2 separate regions of the Oryza sativa genome follow, and region 2 is linked to region 1. A link is a contact called in public HiCAR-type data. All regions are on one chromosome and are shown on one strand. The core of a region is the stretch at or near the end of the contact, and the rest is flanking DNA. Distances in the headings are between cores, read along the strand shown. Region 1 holds the start of LOC107276244 (sphinganine C4-monooxygenase 2). Region 2 holds the start of LOC9271252 (50S ribosomal protein L12, chloroplastic-like).

Region 1 (4,964 bases), core at 2,106-4,605:
TTTATAAATATGATAGATGAACTTTCAAGGATTAATAAAAAAGAGTTTAGGGTTAGGCAGATGTTCTGTTTGATGAGATTTGAAACTGTAAATCTGAACTATTTCAAGCGTATAGTGGATGGAATGCTTTAGTAGTTTCATTGAGCATTTTGATATCTGCATATTCATTCCGGAAGATTTGTCATTTGTCTGATATACTTATTATAATGTGAATTCCAGCTTTGAATTCCGTCTCAGAGTTTCTCTTTCGACGGATGGAGATCTCTCGTTAGTATCACGAGTCAGGAATGTTAATGGGAAGCCATTCAGTTTTTCGTTTGCTTACCATACATATCTTTCAGTCTCTGACATCAGGTAAGGCATTGTTTGAGCAAATAAATCTTGTTGCTCACTGAATTTCATGTTATGTGCTTACCGCTGATGCTATACACTCTTTCGAGTTACAAATATTATTCCTTCTCAGTAGAATATAATAATAGCTTAAGGTATAGTACATATTTATGCCATAAGCAATTAGCATTTCCTTTTTTTTAGATAATGTAGCATAACATTTCCTGTCATCCATTGAAGCTGTACATCTCATGCTTTCACAATCAATAGAACATTTGGGGTTTTGTGATTTTCTGATGAACAATGTGCATAAGATGGTGTGCTGCACCTTTCTCATTGCAGTGAGGTGAGAATAGAAGGTCTGGAGACACTTGATTATCTTGACAACCTTAGCCAAAGAGAACGTTTTACAGAACAAGGAGATGCTATAACATTTGAGTCTGAGGTAAATTTTCACTATTTATATGTTTGTGTACTTACTCCAACTTTATAGGTCTTACATTTCTTTGGTAGAGATGGGTGTTGCATTTTGTCGGTATACTATAGCAAGCCTGCCTATACCGCGTGCTTGCATTTGAACACTAAATAGCTAATGATCTTGAATCTGAATTTGGTCAGTCCTTTCATCCTCAGTTGTGTGTTGTGAACTTCTGCACCAAAATGATGCGCATGACAACAGATTTACTGATTCATAAAAAGTAACCATGTTTACAGGTTGACAGAGTCTACGTTGGTTCCCCAAGCGTAATTGCTGTGCTTGACCATGAGAAGAAACGCACCTTCATTGTAAGGAAAGAAGGGCTTCCTGACGTCGGTAAGATGATTTCCTTCATGTACCACTCCAAACCAGTTTTAGCATTGTTAAGCCGGATGGATGAAAAATTACTTTCTGTCCTGGTAATCATAAATAAACAATGGGTTTCATGCTCTCTATCTTGGCTATCAGTTGTTTGGAACCCATGGGACAAGAAGTCGAAAACGATGGCGGATTTTGGCGACGAGGAGTACAAGCAGATGCTGTGTGTGGACGCTGCCGCAGTCGAGCGAGCCATCACGCTGAAGCCAGGCGAGGAGTGGACGGGGAAGCTGGAGCTGTCCGCCGTCGCTTCCACCAACTGCAGCGACCATCTGGACTACCCTTGTAGCTAGCTCCAGTGTTCCTATAATGCGTTCCAGTAGCTATATTCAGATGCTTAGTTTTGCCCCCCCTAAATCGAAAATCATGTACTACGTTTTTCCTTGTACATGGGAGTGTGTACTACGTTTTTCATTGTACAACATGGGGGCGCTAGCTAGGTCCGTCGTCTTGATCAGCCTGTTGCTGATCAGTCTACCCGTGTCATTTGTCAGATACTACTATATATTCAGATGCAAAGTTGTTGTGACAAGACTTCACTTGAGTTTTCTGAAAAAGTATTTGCCGTGAAGACCTTCTTTTGTACACAGCAACGTGACGGACACTACGGCTGGTAGCTACAAACAAAGTCTCAGCAAAAACAGGTTGACATTACAGGAGAACGTGGCGATCGTTGCAGATCGGCTTGGCCTCGAGGCCGCCGCCGTTGTTCCTCTCCCGCGCGGTGACGGTGTAGCCGGCGTGCGTGCCGAGCAGACGGTCCCAGACCACGAAGAACGGCTGCGAGAAGTTGCGCCGGCCGCCGCTGAGCTGGTGGTGCACGTCGTGGTAGGCCGTGTTGTTGGCGAACGCGGCGTGCAGCGGGTTCCAGGGCACCAGGAGGCCGCAGTGGTCGTCGATCCCCTTGACGGTGGCGAACGCGAGGAAGAAGGCCGCGGCGCGGGGGGGCAGGCCCGAGGCGAGGTACGCGGCGGCGCCGGAGAGCGCCTCCGTGAGCACGCCGTCCACGGGGTGGCCGTACTGCGCCGCGAACGCGTAGGGGGCCACGACGCGGTGGTGCCACGAGTGGAACCGACGGTACATGTACCGGCTCGAGTGCATCAGCCGGTGCGCGAAGTACTGCCACGCGTCCAGCACGAACATGGCCACCCCGAACCGCGCCGCCACGTCCAGTAGCGCCGCCGCCGCCGACGACGACGATGGCGCCGCTGCCGGGGCGCTCGCGTGACCGGCCTTGACGTCGCCGGCGCCACCGTCTTTCTCACTTGTCAGCTGCGTAAGATCGATAAAAGAAAGACAAGATCAATCAACCAGTTGTAACTAGGCAGCCTTGTAACTATCACGTATCACGAGCTGTGCTCTGCTCCACCGTGCGCACGCGTGTACAGAACCTGTAGTGTAGTTTAAGGGCCAAGGTTACTCTTGATCGATTAATGCGTTTTGTCAGGCAGGAGTGCAGGGTGATGCGAAGTTAGTGTTGCACTGTTGTTGTTCATCTTCTTGCCGGAAGAAGCTAGGCACTGCAGTCTGCAGATATGCCGATATGGGTGAATCAGGGGGTTCTTCTTAAACAATGCAGCCGTATCACCTACTGATGTGGGGTAGAAACCGCTAGAGCTAGCGACTGTACTCAGTGGTGTACCAGTATGCCGTCACGTCCATAATGCGACGGATTTGCTTTTTTTTTTTTCTTGCTCTCTGCATTATGGATAAACACAGTAATATTTTCCATCTACAGCAGGAGGTTCCAAACAAAGATCACTCAACAATCAAAAGCTAGCTAGCTGAACGTCGAGGGTTGTGAGACGACAAACCTTGAGCACGGCAAGTGAGATGGCGACCTGGATGGCCTGCTGCAGCAGCACGCCCTTCACCACCTCCTTCTTGGACGCCATGTTATTGCTCTCCTCGTCCCTCCTCGAGTGCAGCCTGTACCTGTCCAGAGCCCTGACGCTCCCCAACGCCTCGTAGATCCCCGAGTAGAGCCAGTACACGGCCACCGGCGCCAGCGTCACGGCGAGCTCCTCGCCGCTGATGAACCCCATCGTTGCAACTAGAAAGCTAGTGCTACAAAAAGCTTACGTGGAGAAACAACGAGAGAGATGGCTATGTGTGCTTCAACTCTCGGTACGACTCACACTGCCACTCTGCTTGCAGCTCTGTTGCTAGTAGGCCTTGGCGCGTCAACTCACGCTGCACTCGAGAGGGAGATATATAGGCTAGTGTGTTCTACTGTACAGTGGTGAATTTAGGATACAAATTAAGGGTGTGCTCACATAATAGAAATTATCTTAGCGGCAAAAGTAAATATACATATGCTTATCACTTTTCTAACTCAATTAATTAATACATAAATAAAACAAAAGAAATATGCATTGTTTAACCAAAGTATGATTTAAAACTATTTGTGCTGCGCATGGCCATATCAAAAGTTTAACCGTATAACCAAATTTCCGAATTATCTATTACTTTAGAGGTTTTTGAACATTACAATGAAAAATCAACCAAAATTAGTAAACTGGTAATCTCAACGTTAACAAATTGGGATCGATTATGTGATAGAATTATCAAACTACTAGTAAGAAGCAATCTGGCATATATTCTAGCTAATTAGTACTCACAGCTTTTTAAGTTTTCACCATTCTCATTGGCTATCAGTACTGTACTATGTTGCAAGGGATGATAGATTTGGCGGCAGAGCTGGGGCTTGAGCCCTGACAAGCCCCAACGATATATACGCCCCTGCTACTATACTATTTTGTTTATAGAACAAATGCAAACTAGTCCGATGTTTGATTTACTCCTCGGCAGTGTGAGTGCATGCAACAGATCGCCTGAAAAGTCGTGTGTAAGCATCGCCATATGTTTGACTTCCATTTGATCAAATCCAACCTGCAACTGCAAGACACATGGCTGCCATCCACTTCTCACACTAGCTTGTCAATTACTGCTCTTATTTTGGTCTCAAAAAAAAATTACTGCTCTTATTTCTTCAGCACAGATGTCACTAATCAATGTCATCATCCTCGCCTATTGGTTACCAGAGGCACCATCTTTCTTTCTTCCTTTTTCTTCTCTACTAGGTTCTGCTGAGATCATTTTCTCATCAATCCAGCCATTTTATCCATACTATCTTTCTACTAGGTTCTGTTGAGATCATTTTCTCATCAATCCAGCCATTCTATCTATACTATCTTTCTTTTATTTTAGAAAAATGTATTTTTTACCCGACCTAGAGACCCAACCGGATATATACAGTCTTTTAAATTGGAAACTTAGCTCCACAAATAAACCAACCTAAAATTCACTCGTAGGAAGATTCGAACTCTAATATTTCATGATGCTACCTAGGTCACTGCAATGACTAGATTACGTGCTCTTTCGCAACCCATACTGTCTTTCTACTTTGCGCGCGGTTAGGTGCGCCGGCCACCAGCCAACCACCTGACGCGGTGGCACGGTTGCACGCCTCCGGCCAAACGTCGTAACGTGCCCGGCGAATTCAGCTGACGCACCTCAACCGACGCCGGCGCGCGCGCCGTTGGACGCGAACAACGGCAAACCAACAGCTCGGCCGGCCTGAGAGCCGCGGGCCCAACGTAAGTTTTAGATGGGCTTAGTCCACAGAAAAAAGCCCAAGTAGTAACTCCCTCCCAGCCGCCGGCCCACCGCGCGAGGAGATCTCGCACGGCGAGTCGGCGACACGGCGACGTCGCGACTTCTTCTTCTTCCTCCTCCTCCTCCTCCTCACCTCGGCCGCTGCCCGTCGCTCGGCGAG
Region 2 (4,825 bases), core at 2,321-4,820, 250 kb before region 1:
AGAAGGGAACTAGCCCGGCGGCGGAGGCGGCGCCGCCGTGGCCATGGCTGCGGACGACGTCGACGTCGACCTCGGCATCCTCGGCGACGAGATGAACGTGTCCCGCTGATCGGCCAACACACGCGCGCATCCTCGGAGGCGGCCATCCGTGCAGGCGGGTGAGGGGGCCACCTCGCCGGCGGGAGAGGGGAGAGGCGGTCGGCCGCGAAGACCACCCTAGTGACGATGATTCCAACTACAACTCCTAGTGACGAACTCGAGGTCGACGACGAGGACTCTAACTACAACTCCTGCTCCGCCGCTGCCAACGACACCGCTAATCCCGTGAGTCCATGACGACCTCGCTCACCTCCGACGGCCACGTCGTAAGCGTCTACTTCCGCCTTGAAGCGCCCCTGGCGACGTCACGCCTGTGCCCCAGGCGGCCACTCTTCTCCATTTTCGCCGCCGTCGTCGTCGCCGGCCGCATCCCCTAGCACAAGAGAGAGATGAAGAGAGGGGAGGAGAGAGAGGAAGCAGAAGAGGAGGGGTGAGTTAGAGTGACATGTGGGGTAGCGTGGGTCCCACCATCATTATTATTATTTTTGTGTGTGAAACTGATATGTGGGTCCTATGGGGTTTATTATTTTCCCGGATCAAATTGCCACGTAAGCGCCACGTCATACCACGTCAGATCGAGACCGAGTCAAAATTAGCCACGCAGACGCCACGTCAGTCAAAACCGCCATCGAAACCGTCGAGGGACCTGATATGCACCGGCGTTGTATCTAGTTTTGCGGTTGAAGGACGAAAATCAGATTCGTTGACAAGTTAAAGGACCTTAGATGAACTTATTCAAAAAAACAAAAGGAAGAAGAAGAAACAGCTTTCTATGAGCTTCCCATGAAGTCGATGAGCTCAAATTATTTGCTGCGAGAAAAGAACTCAGTGCTGTGTTACAAATCGAGTCATTTTGACCGCATGACTTATTGACTTTCTCCCAGTGCACGACACCATTGGCATGTTGAGGGGGCAGATGCCAGATGAGGAACACTCCTACAGTTAACTTTTCTTCAAAAAATTGTGCAGGTTAGCTGAATTTTCTTCTTCAAAGATCCAAATCATTTTTCTTAGTCCTTGTTTAGCTTGAGACTTGAGATGTGTGGGTCTGATTCAGCTTTTGCGTCGAAATTACAGGGTAGACAGCCTCCCATTGCTACATGGGTCGGTAGATGCGTATCATCAAGGTGCCAAATGGCCAATAGGCAATAGCATCATCAACAATTCACATCTTACATATTACAATAGAGTTTAAAAATAGAACTTCCTCCACGCAAAAAAGATAGAAACAACATCCATTTGGGTATCTCCGCGCATAGATATCTGGAACCTTACTACCTCAGGAGTGTTCTTCATCTGGCCCCCTCTACATGTCAATGGTGTCATGCACTGGGAGAAAGAGTCATGCGGTCAAAATGACAACCAGAAATGGTTGTTTCTGTAAATTCAATACGATCAAGGGAACACGGCATAAATGCTTGAAATCTTCTGGTAAACTATCAATTTAGGGTGTATTTAGTTCACGCTAAAATTAAAAGTTAGGTTGAAATTGGAACGATGTGACGGAAAAGTTAGAAGTTTTGATGTGATGGAAAAGTTGGAAGTTTGAAGAAAAAGTTTGGAACTAAAGTCGGCCTTATTGTTTTCGTATGACGCACTATCAATTTGTTTGACATGTCTAATGTCTTCGAGAAAAATAGTTTGACATGTCAGTAGAGTGATGTACACAGGCATGCAAAGGAAGCAAATCACATAAATCACACTAACTATTTTCAACACAATGAAAAATGATAAGCGGAGAAGACTACTGTTAGTGTTATTGTTACTTTAAATATGGTATATATAGCATGTGTTCCTGATGAAGGAAATCACAAACATGCAAAAATCGTCATGAACAACAAAGAAATGTGAGAGCTGAAAAGGCATCACAGTGTTAACTGGAGAAATGAGCTGAGCTAATTCAAGAATAAAGGTGATAACCACAGCACTGAAAACAAGGCCAACAAATAAAAATGGGATGGCACATTATGGTAGAATGCGCGCACAAACTGGAAATCAGTGGGCAGTGATCCTCACAATGCTAGAAGCTCCCCCACAAAAAAGTGACAGCAGCATTTGAGCATCTATAACAAGAACAGATTTATATCGAGAAGAACTATAGGAACAAGCTGAACAAGCTAACTAATAAGCAACCAATCTGCATGAAGTTTTAATTTTAGACACAATTATTGAACAGCCCCAAGATGTGTAATGTCACAGTTGCAGGAACCAATCATCTACAATATGTATATGTTAGCTAACGACATTTGCTCATATTCGCTTATCTCGGGGCAAAAGATGATACTTTGAAACAACTGTCTGTCACTTGTACACGGGCAGGATCGCAGTAATGATACATATCAACTTCTAAGTGTCTTGGCATCATTTGCAGGATGGACTTCAATGTTCAGAAGCTCAAGAGATATTGATTCCAACGAGGAAATGATAAATAGTTGAATCTACTCTAAAAATATGATAGTAGGAAATATGGAGTGATTTAATCCAGAGCTGAAGCTTGAGCATGTTCAGAATTTTCACTTCGAGTTAAGGGTGATTGACCTGACAGTAGCTTTTCTCTACTGCCATGATTAACAATTTAACAGACAGCATAATTTCACTTCAACACTACACCGCCATTGCACAATTCTCACCATTATGATTGCGCCAATATACAAAATCTACATTGGCAATTTAGCGCGTGGAACATCGATATCAATACAAGATGGAATGTGAACTAACAGATCCACATACAGAAATCTCATAGTATGAAACAACAAACCATTGTAAATATCAAAGGTGGTACACAAGATTAGGGTGAGAAAAAAAGGGGAGTCCTAAAATTACCTAGTGTCACGCAATGGACACCTTGGCGCCGACCTCCTCGAGCTGCTTCTTGGCATCCTCGGCCTCGTCCTTGCTGACACCCTCCTTGACCTTCTTGGGGAGGCCCTCGATGAGGTCCTTGGCCTCCTTGAGGGCCAGGTTGGTGAGCGCGCGCACCACCTTGATGCTGGCGATGCGCGCGCTGCTGGGAACCTCCTCGATGACCACGTCGAACTCCGTCTTCTCGGCGGGGGCCTCGTCGGCGGCGGCGCCCGCGCCGCCCGCGCCGGGCGCGGCGACGACGGCGGCGGGCGCGAAGGCGGCGGCGGAGACGCCGAGGCGCTCCTGGAGGTGGTCCACGAGGCCCCGCGCCTCCTCGAGGGTGAGCCCCGCGATGGCGTCCCCGAGCTCCAGGACCTTGGGGGACTCGGTGGCGGTGGACGCCACCACGGCGACGGCGCGGCGTGGGCGGGCGCGGCTGGGGACGGCGAAGGACCTTGGGGCGGCGGCGGCGGCGGCGGCGGGGGAGGAGGAGGAGGGGAGGGAGAGGAGGGAGAAGGCGGAGGAGAGCGCGGTGGAAGCCATGGGGATGGGGGGAGTGAGCTCTCGCTTCCGGAGTTGAGGTGAGCTGCGGGAGGAGGAAGCGAGGAGACGGGGGGATAAGATGAGGCACCGCTGGGATAAGACGGCACGCTATATAGTGCGCCGCGAGTGGCTAATACGCATTTTTTTCGTTGCGATGCCTAATCAAATTGTGCGAACTAGGAGTGCTGACTACTTGGAAGTTAAAAGAGGGATATAATACATGAGAGCAGTCCCAAACCATAGCGTTTAAAGGTAGTGTATATGGTACCATGTCAATAAGACATCACAATAAAAATTACACTCCATAACTTATGGTTTCTTAAAGTGGACCATTAATAAATACATCATCTCTCTTCTCTACCAATCATATTTATTCTTTATCTATTATGAAGAAACTATTCTCCCCCAATGCAAAACTTGATAGTGTCTACTGCATAGGTTCTCGTGTTGAAGCTGTGTCTTGTATGAGACCCAATTTCTTCCTCTCTTCACTCTCTCTCTTAATTAATATAGTGCCACATAAGATAAAAGTCCAACATGACAATGTAGTTAATGCTATAGACAATATCCTAGGTGGAGGGTTGGGACTGCCATGATAAAACATATCCCTGCTTTACAAATTAATCATCATATAAGTTTATACACCAAGACCAAGGACAATTTAAATCATATCAATAAAGACATCATAGACACATTCTCCCACGATGCATACATCGATTAAAACCTTTCGTTATAAAATATACTCCCTCCATTCCAAAATATAAGGCATAACCACATTTAACCCAAAGACCAAGAAACAATTATTATCACCTCTTTGTTTGAATCAATCCAACTAATACAATATATGCACCCAATAGAATTAAACATCTTGTGAGTGTATGATTTAAAAAATAATAATGTAAGATAGAAGATATGATAATTAATTGCCATGCATGCATGCAGGCCTTATATTATGAAGGAAAAAGTACGAATTACCCTCCGAACTACTGTGACAGTATGAATTACCCCTCCCCCCGGAACCACAAAACTAGACATATTACACCTCGAACTATTGATACCAGATGAATTAACCCCCCCCCCCCCGAATCATTCCTAAGCGGTTTTTCTCCTACATGGCATACACATGTCGCTGACGTGGAAATTCAATCAACAAAAAAATAAAAGAAAATATAGGGCCCACCTGTCATTATCTCTCTTCCCCCTCTCCTTCTCTCTCTCAGGCGTGTGTCGACGGGCAGTGGGCAGCGGCAGTGGCGTGTGGACGGGTGGTCGGCGTGCGGGAGGCGACGGCAGAGCGCAGGAATGGCACAGCAGGCAACGGGTGGCGCCGAGGAGGGCA

Evidence for each region. HiCAR-type assays count read pairs that join an accessible place to other places.
Region 2: a HiCAR-type map of leaf shows a contact between it and region 1, with 4 times the contacts expected there. The contact joins the promoter of LOC9271252 here to the promoter of LOC107276244 in region 1. A contact is called at or near these places in 1 of 15 Hi-C or Micro-C datasets (leaf) and 1 of 4 datasets of contacts at active chromatin or transcription factors (leaf).

The regions. Positions count from the first base shown.
Region 1 is chr1:27,370,978-27,375,941 of ASM3414082v1, reverse strand. It overlaps LOC107276244 (sphinganine C4-monooxygenase 2), which reads right to left and starts at 3,355. Exons shown (of 2, transcript XM_015795013.3): 1 at 3,001-3,355; 2 at 1,726-2,458. The coding sequence starts at 3,231. The coding sequence ends at 1,838. LOC4327163 (vacuolar protein sorting-associated protein 25) reads left to right here and starts at 4,842. Exons shown (of 6, transcript NM_001406304.1): 1 at 4,842-4,964. It overlaps LOC4327164 (putative glucose-6-phosphate 1-epimerase), which reads left to right. Exons shown (of 8, transcript XM_015795005.3): 5 at 220-354; 6 at 673-775; 7 at 1,045-1,144; 8 at 1,277-1,725. The coding sequence ends at 1,479.
Region 2 is chr1:27,623,096-27,627,920 of ASM3414082v1, reverse strand. LOC9271252 (50S ribosomal protein L12, chloroplastic-like) reads right to left here and starts at 3,570. Exons shown (of 1, transcript NM_001424534.1): 1 at 2,717-3,570. The coding sequence starts at 3,486. The coding sequence ends at 2,929.